3 separate regions of the Danio rerio genome follow, and all the other regions are linked to region 1. A link is a contact called in public Hi-C and HiChIP or PLAC-seq data. All regions are on one chromosome and are shown on one strand. Each heading gives the region's core, a stretch centred on a gene start, on an enhancer-like site or on the middle of the called end of the contact. The rest is flanking DNA. Distances are from core to core; before and after follow the strand shown. Region 1 holds the start of ciao2b (cytosolic iron-sulfur assembly component 2B). Region 2 holds the start of nae1 (nedd8 activating enzyme E1 subunit 1). Region 3 has its middle 19 kb from the start of ca7.

Region 1 (2,946 bases), core at 266-2,765:
TTTTTATTCTGGGGTTGCAACAGCAGAATGAACTGCCAACTTATCCAGCACATGTTTTATGCAGTGGATGCCCTTCCAGCTGCAACCCATCACTGAAAAGCACCCATTCACACTCACCCACACACATACACTACGGTCAGTTTAGCTTACCTAATTCACCTGTACCACATGTTTTTTGGACTGTGGGGGAAACCGGAGCACCTGAAAGAAACCCATGCAAATGCAGGGAACATGAAAACTCCACAAAGGAATGTCAACTGACCCAGCTGAGGCTCGAACCAGCGACCATCTTGGAGTGAGGCAAATGTGCTATCCACTGTGCCACCGCGTCACCATCATAAATATCATAATTTATACAAATAAGCTAGAATGTACATAAATTGGATGAGGCAGCAAAATACCAACCAGTAACAACAACAAGCCTCAAATTAGTTTGAATTGAGACAACTTTCAAATGCTTCCTTCATAGGATTCAGCCTCTGAAATTTAACACAGCCAATGCAAGCATTTCATGTCTGTAAAGGTGTGGTCAGACAACACTTTTTGCCCCACTGACTTTCATTCATGCACATCCAAATCTATCAGACAGCAAACTGCATGTGTTAGTGAACTCTAACTTGTGAATTTGCATCACTTGAATGTCACCTGAACCTAAAGAAGATCAAAACACAACCTTTCTGTACAGAAATTCAACACGTGTTTTATCCTGCTCCTTTTAAGTGAAACCAACAGAAAGATTCTGTGACCATGAAGCATATACAGTATATATCTATATAAATATGGCCCAGTGGTTAGCACTGTCGCCTCTGATTCTCTGATTCAATTACCGGCTCGGCCATTTAGCATTTCTGTGTGGAGTTTGCATGTTCTCCCCATGTTGGCGTGGGTTTTCTCCAGGTGCTCCGGTTTCTCCCACAGTACAAAGACATGCTCTATAGATGAATTGAATAGACTAAATTGTCCATAGTGCATGAGTGTGTATATACAGTAGATGATTCCCAGCACTCGGTTGCAGCTGAAAGCAAGGGCATCTGCTGTGTAAACCATGTGCTGGATAAGTTGGCGGTTCATTCCACTGTGGTGACCCCAGATAAGTAAAGGGACTAAGCCAAAATAATAATAATAATAAGGACCTACAGAAAAAGCACGTTTCAGTAGAATGACCCAGAATGTTGTAAAATTATGTTCTACACCAGGGGTGGCCAAACTCGGTCCTGGAGGGCTGGTGTCTTGCATAGTTTAGCTCCAACTTCCTTCAACACACCTGCTTGGAAGTTTTTTGTATACCTAGAATGAGTTATAGCTATTTCAGGTGTGTTTAATTGGGGTTGAAAATAAAATATGCAGGACATCGGCCCTCCAGGACCGAGTTTGGACACCCCTGTTCTACACAGAACCAAAAACAAAAACATCGACTTTTATTTAAAAACTTTTATTTTGAAAACCGAGTACACTTCCGGGTTTTTCGCCTGGGTTGTGGTCATTTGTGTTTGGCTTCGAAGTAGAGTTAGCGACTTGATTAGCTAGTACTGCTAAAATACTAGTAACTTACTGGTCATAAATTCATTGTCGAGGGTGTAATAATGTCTGGTGGAACTCGACTAGAGAACGCCAATCCTCTGATATTTCAGCGGTCAGGGGAAAGACTGCTCACCTCCACTGATGAAGATGAAGATGTGGCGGACCCCATCGATGTCAGAGAGATCTTCGATATCCTTTCGTAGTACACCGTACATCACTTTTAGGCTACACCACTGCTTTGACAAGTCGACCTGGTTGCTTTGAATTATCTGCCACCATAGCAGTTATTTACTTCTGCAATCTGCTTGAGTTCACAAACTCATTTAAGTGTTCCTGTATACTAGAGTCAGACCTTAACTAATTAACTTACATTTGATCAGGTCGATCAATGACCCCGAGCACCCGCTGTCTCTCGAAGAGCTCAATGTGGTGGAACAAGTGCGTGTCAATGTGAGTCTGAGTGGTTTGCACAATAGCAGAACTCCTCGAATAAATAAATATGAAAAATTTGTTCACACTTTACAATAAGGTTTCATTAGTTACTAAGGTAAAGTTGATTTTATATTCCCTCATTCGTTCAGTGACAGCTTGTGACATTCATTCATATTTCTTTTATTATTATTATTATTATTATTATTCTCTCTGTATTGTTTACCCTGGTACTTTGAATTTAATAACTGAAATCACACGTAAATATGACTTCAAAACAACTTTAGCATTATTAAAATGAAATGTTGTACTTTGATAGTCATTGGCTGCTAATATGATGTTAATATTAGGAATTAGCAAAGAATACTTAAATAAAGTCATATTATTAGGGAGAAAGTCAGAATGTGTAAATATAAAACCAACTTTACCTCAATTCATTAGTTAATATGTTTACTAACATGGACTAAGTATAAGCAACGCTTGTGCAGCATTCATTAATCATAGTAACTAAGTTCAACATTCACTAATGCATTATTGAAATTCCAAATTCATGCTTGTTATTAGTTAATGCACCGTGAGTTTATATAAACTACAGTAATAATAGACTGTATTATATGGTAGTAGTACCTTATTGTAAAGTGTTACCAAATGTTTGAACTCTTCTATGAAAGTATAATTCTTCAAGGAAAAAAGAAATTCAATGCATAATATAAATAATTCATAATAAGTTATTGTGATGCATCATTCTTTCTCTCTGTTTCGAGTCTCAGTTCAAACATTTTTCTCAGAATAGATATAAATTAACTACCCCACCAAAATAAACATTTTTGGATTGCATTTCTTAACTCGTAATGTCACCAGTTAACGCAATGCATTTTTTCAACACATCCCATAATTTCAAAAATATTAACCTCTACCAAATAGTTGACATGTTGGTTTATGGTAAAAGTACCGGAGTTGATACATATACTATAAAAATCAGAAAATATGAAATTT
Region 2 (2,946 bases), core at 298-2,797, 170 kb after region 1:
CATCAACATGTATGATATAAGTTTTTTTAATCAATTTTTTAAAATTTTAATCAAAGTTGATTAAGTTGGCTGTAAGAAAATTTAGTTTTATATGCAAAAAAACTTATTTTGTGAAAAAAACATGCTTTTCACGGCACCATAAGTTCCTGACCTTCATGGTCAAGGGGAAATGGAAGGGGCTTGAAAACAAAATTGTTATAGAGTGGTATATAAAATCCGTTGTCTAGATTCAAGGGGTGTCTCACATTACCCCATTTTCCCCTATGTGTTTCTGGCATATATGTGGAAATATATCTTTCTGACATATATGATTCTGACATATATCTTGACCTATATCATTCTGAAATATAAGGGACATATGAATCTGACGTTTATGGGAGATAAATATGGATACATATATGTTTATGAAATATTTGGGACATTTATTTGTCATACACATAAGGGTTGCATACCTTTTTGGCATATATGTGGACAAATATGTTTTGTGACATATATGTTTCTGGCGTATATGTGGACATATGTTATGCATAAATGACAAATATGTTTCTGGCATATATGTGTACATATATGTTTCTTACAAATATCGGACATATATGTGTTATACATTTAGGGGACTTGTATGTTTCTGGCACCTATTAGACATATATGTGGTTTACATATATGGACAAATATGTTTGTGACATAAATGGGACTTTTGTGTTTCTGGCATATATGTGGACATTAATGTGTTATGCATAGATGGGACTTATATGTTTTTGGCATATATGTGGATATATATGATTCAGAAATATATGGGACATACAGTTTAAGTCTGAATTATTAGCCCACTGTTTATTTTTTCACCAATTTCTGTTTAACGGAGAGAAGATTTCTTCAACACATTTCTAAACATAATAGTTTTAATACCTCATTTCTGATAACTGATTTATTTTATCTTTGCCATGATGATATGACCATTCATGTTTCTGGCATATATGTGGACATATATGTTTTTGGCATATATGTTACATGTATGTGCTATACATATAGGGGACATATACGTTTTTGACATATGTGGGACATTTTTGTGACATATAAGTGGACATGTTTCTGTCATAGGACATAAACAGTATGTTTCTGACATGTATGGGACATATTTGTTTCTGGTATATAAATGGTTTATGTTTCTGACATATATAGAACATATAGAAGTCAACATTTGAAGTGGATCATCAACTTTCATCAAAGTTGTCCTAAAATTATAGAATAACACCCATTCTTGTCTAAGGGCAAATTTAAAAAACTTGTTCCATCCACTTTAAATGCTCAAAAACTTCAAAAAGTTCAAAAATTCTAACTGGATCCTCGAGCAAGTCAAGAGTGAGTAGCCTAAATGATAACAAAATTACTTTATTGCGTGAACTATCCACTTTAGAATGCATATACTCCAAGTGTCAATGCAGAGCTGCAAATCACTATTGTTCAAGCTGCTCGCTGCCTCCATCTCGCGGTCACCCGAAAGTGGAGCATCAAGTCTGTCTGCAACGAATCTGCGACCGTCGATCGGAAAATAGTGAAACAGTGGCGCGCCGGTAGGATTCAGCCGTCACAGAGAGAGAGACAGAGGACCATGACAGACCCCAAAACAAGCAAAGAGCAGAAGTATGATCGACAGCTCAGGTATGTATCATTTGTGTGTTCGAAAATCACATAATAATCGGGTTCGCACGACCAATTATTCTGCTTCAGCGGTAAAGTTTTCCTATTGCATTAACGCAAATGTACAGAGGCCCATCGGTCACTGCAAGAGCTTTAATTATCTCGTCAAATTCATCATTGTTTAATTTAAACAGCAACGACAGAATTAATCAGACTTCTCGCCTGGCCCGTCAAGTAACGTTAACGTTAAAGTAGCAGATCTGAAAACACTTGATATATTTCAGATTTGTTTATGAGCATTTCACGCGTTATGGATGTGACATTTGCAGTAAAAACTCAAAACATAAATTCGCATAGAAAGTAAATTCCTTTTATTAATCGGGGGTCGCCACAGCGGAATGAACCGCCAACTTATCCAGCAAGTTTTTAAGCAGCGGATGCCCTTCCAGCCGCAACCCATCTCTGGGAAATTTCCCCACACACACTCATACACTACTGACAATTTAGCCTACCCAATTCACCTGTACCGCATGTCTTTGGACTGTGGGGGAAACCGGAGCACCCGGAGGAAACCCACGCGAAGGCAGGGAGAACATGCAAACTCCACACAGAAACGCCAACTGAGCGTGCGACAGCGCCACTGCCTCGCCAGAAAGCAAATGTTAAAATTAAATTGAAACTTTTGTTTAGATTTTCCAGAACAAATGACCACAGAGTTAAGGGACTAGAAAAATATCAATATGTAAACATGCTTTAAGCCTATTTAAAATGAGGAAACATGCCTTATGGATGTGACAAAAAAAAGTCTGCGGGTTTATAGTATACATCGTGCTTTGTATAAATTATGTGAATTACTTCTCAATCCAAAAGAAACTATGCTAATCCAAAGGGTAATAAAACAAAAAATGAAAATTTTATTTTATGTAATATTTTCACATTTAAGTGTCGTTATGTGACTTCTCTCTTTTATGGATGTGACAGATGTTAAATTGCCTCTTGTGTGACTTTGGTAAATCAAATAGAATAGTTTAAAAACATTGACAGATGCAATTTGGGGTATTTCTAAAGTACTGTAAAATACTTACACAAAAAACCCAGAAATGGTTTCGCTATTTTAGTAAAAGCTTAAGGTTGACATTTGCATGGAATTGCTCTTGTTTAGATTTATTTAGCTACGTCAATATACTTTGTTATGATGGGACAACATTTGGCTGAGACAAATACTTGAACATCTGGAGTCTTAATTAAAATCTAGTGCTTAGTATTGCATATTACTGATCAAAAACTGAGTTTTGATATATTTACAAT
Region 3 (2,946 bases), core at 209-2,708, 140 kb after region 1:
ATCTTTTGAAGCTGATGGTCCATAAGTTTACGACTATCAAGCGTTTACCATAAAGTCAACTAGTCGCCGGACCTATGTCTTAAGCCCATGAACTATACTGTGTTTCACAAACTATACAGGATGATGCGATTTTGGACGCAGGCCAGGTGTGGTCGTGCATCACTGCCCCAAAAGTGCATGAGACTGATTTCTGCATTCTGAAGACAAACGAGTCCTCGCATTAATCCTGTGGGTCAGCCTGACCTCCCGCCAGTGCCCTACTCACACCTGCAGCTTCTCCACGATGGACATCCAAGCTTCTCCAGCCTCCGGTGCCTAGACTGCAGCTCCACACGGGAAGTTTGGCCAGAAGAAAAATGGTCGTACCCAACAGCTAGAGCCCGGTTTCTTTCACGTTTTTCCCCCTTCACTTCATCAATTGGTTTAGTTTTTTTCCTCGCCACTGGATGCTCAGATCAGGACTTGTGGAGCTGTGCTTCGTTGGATTCGCTCTACAGTGTTTGAACTTTCAGCAGTGAAATTTAAATCACACTGAACTGAACTAAACTGAATTTCAACTCTGAAATCTAGACTTTACTAGAACTATTTTAAGCTGCTTTGACATTGTAAAAATTGCTATAAATAAACATAAATGCAATATAATATATTACCACAGCATAATATTGTCATGGATCAGTATTTTGCAGACACCCCAAAATTAATAAATCAAATTAAATCAAAACAAAATCTGACTAGTCCCATAAATCTTGATTTTCTGTGGGAAATTAAAACTTAAGCAAAGCTAGCATGCTATATAGCCTATCTATGAGATTTTAGTCTTTTGAAACTGTATCAATTTTTTTGACTGGAAAATATCATGGATGGATCGATCCTGTGATCTTTTGGTTTTGTTGACGGCTTTTCTAAAGTATTAAATTTGAAGTATATTATTTGTTTGATGGTCAGTGAATGCTTGTGTGGTGTAGTCTGTGAGTTAAACAGGATGAGGAGCGTGAGGCCGCATCTAAAATACAACTACATTTCATATAATTTGATTTTGCGCCCATGTCTCTTCTTTGGCAGCTAACAGAAGAGCAATAGCATGGGGTTGTGATCTTATCTAGAGCCTGTTTTGCCTTCCCTTGGGCGATATTGGTTATTATCTCAGATTGAGACAGTGGTCGGCTTTATTGATACCATGCAGCCAAAAATATCAGCTTGCTGCTATTTTTATGACGTCCAGATGCAGTTTAAATTACACGCCACATTGATCGCGACCATACATTTTGTGCTTGCTCAGGTATCCTCGATCTTTACACAGTGACACCGTGACTATTCTGGGAATCCTATTTCTGCAAATATGTCAAATATATACCAGACATCAGCCTCATCCATTGTTAATGAAGCTCCAAACAGTAATATTTCCACGAATCAGACTGCTCAAATGACTGATAGCAGCAGATATGACTCCACCTGGGATTACTTAGCAACCGAAAGCATGACATCATCACTTTATGTAAAGAATCAGATACAATGATGTCATCTCGCAGGAAATTGACCTTGGCGGAAGAAAGTGATGTGGTTGGCTTAATGTGGATATCCTACATGAAACAGGTTTGTTTGCTGTTGGTTTTTGTTTATTATTAAAAGTAATGTAGGTCATTCATATTTTAATTGTAAGCTGTTTAGCTTTGTCTGTCTGTTCAGATTTGTCTGTCTCCCGCTATAAAAATAACACGAGGTCTGCATGCCGCGTGTCTAAAGACTTTTCCCTATGTAGGTAAATGCTGCCATCTGCTGTCAGAAGAGAATTAAAACCGTAAAAGAAAAGTAAAGTAGGAAGAAACATTTTAACCTAAAAATGGTAGCTTGAGGCGCTAACCCAATGTAGTAGACAGTTTTTTTGTGGAAACCCAAAATTTTAATATAATAAGCCACATCTATACCAGACCCCCACTCATATTGTTATGATATTTGAATATAATATATGCCATTTAAATTAGAAAAGATAAAGTCGAATGTTGCAACCCACCCCGAGCAGAGAGACGGTTGCAACAACGCAAGGGGACAGTTGCAACATTTATTGAAATTTATTAATCAGTGGCACCCCCAGAAAAATTTCTTAGGGTGGCACTTAAAAATTTAATTCAGTGTAATGTAATATTTTTGTTTCTATTAAATGAAATAAAGAATTTTTTAATGAATTCCATTAATCATTCTTGAAATTTTACAGTTTATTCCTTGAAATAATTGAGCAAGTACATGTACAAACCAAATAAAAATCAATATCTAGTTTAAAACACTTTTCATATATATATAAATATATTTTCAGTTATTTTTCACATACTTTTATTGTAAAGCATATAGTATATGCCATGTCTAAAATTAATGAAAATTAATGAATTAATTAAAAAAACAAACAAATACAACTGTAACAATAACTGCATTCACACACACTCACTATACATAGTCTAACAATATAATTTATCCATATTCCTTTTTGAGCCACAATATTATTAATACAGCTTATTCTATTGATTTACCTTAAGGTAAATGTTAAATTGCCATTGTGTGCGTGCTGTCAACGACGATTGGGGAGGGGCAGTGAATCAGCTATTTCAGTAGCACCAATTGATCAACAATAATTTAGTGGCTGCTATTTATTTATTGAAATATTGTGAATTTACGTAAAAACATTTAAATTAATAATATCATATTGGGGTGGGCACAGGCGTGGCAAGAGTTTACACAGAGTTTACCTTGGGGCACCCCTGGTATTAATAAAAAAAATTCTCATACATCAGGTTGGATTTTGTTTACTGTTTGTTTTGGTAAACAAAGTTAATGTAAATTTGATAAATTGTTAAATAAGTTAAATCATCCATACACAGACTACAGTGCTCAGCATATATACAGTAAGTACACCCCTCACTCTTTTAAATTCATATTTTTAATAGGAAGCAATAT

What was found. Hi-C and Micro-C count contacts between places; a contact is called where the count stands out from the background. HiChIP or PLAC-seq counts read pairs in DNA pulled down with a chosen protein or histone mark.
Region 2: a contact with region 1 is called in a Hi-C map of an unstated tissue, with 4 times the contacts expected there. The contact joins the promoter of nae1 here to the promoter of ciao2b in region 1. A contact is called at or near these places in 1 of 18 Hi-C or Micro-C datasets (an unstated tissue) and 1 of 4 datasets of contacts at active chromatin or transcription factors (embryo).
Region 3: a contact with region 1 is called in an H3K4me3 HiChIP or PLAC-seq map of embryo, with 3 times the contacts expected there. The contact joins the enhancer-like site here to the promoter of ciao2b in region 1. A contact is called at or near these places in 5 of 18 Hi-C or Micro-C datasets (caudal fin, embryo and hematopoietic stem cells) and 1 of 4 datasets of contacts at active chromatin or transcription factors (embryo).

Annotation. Positions count from the first base shown.
Region 1 is chr7:45,537,387-45,540,332 of GRCz12tu, reverse strand. It overlaps ciao2b (cytosolic iron-sulfur assembly component 2B), which reads left to right and starts at 1,515. Exons shown (of 5, transcript NM_001002449.1): 1 at 1,515-1,710; 2 at 1,892-1,971. The coding sequence starts at 1,584.
Region 2 is chr7:45,367,413-45,370,358 of GRCz12tu, reverse strand. nae1 (nedd8 activating enzyme E1 subunit 1) reads left to right here and starts at 1,547. Exons shown (of 20, transcript NM_200499.1): 1 at 1,547-1,659. The coding sequence starts at 1,610.
Region 3 is chr7:45,394,728-45,397,673 of GRCz12tu, reverse strand. No RefSeq gene overlaps it. Among named protein-coding and RNA genes, the nearest start is that of ca7, 19 kb to the right of the region's middle. Within about 2 kb of position 1,458, at least 5 of the 62 cell types and tissues checked have an H3K27ac peak or open chromatin away from gene starts, as enhancers often do.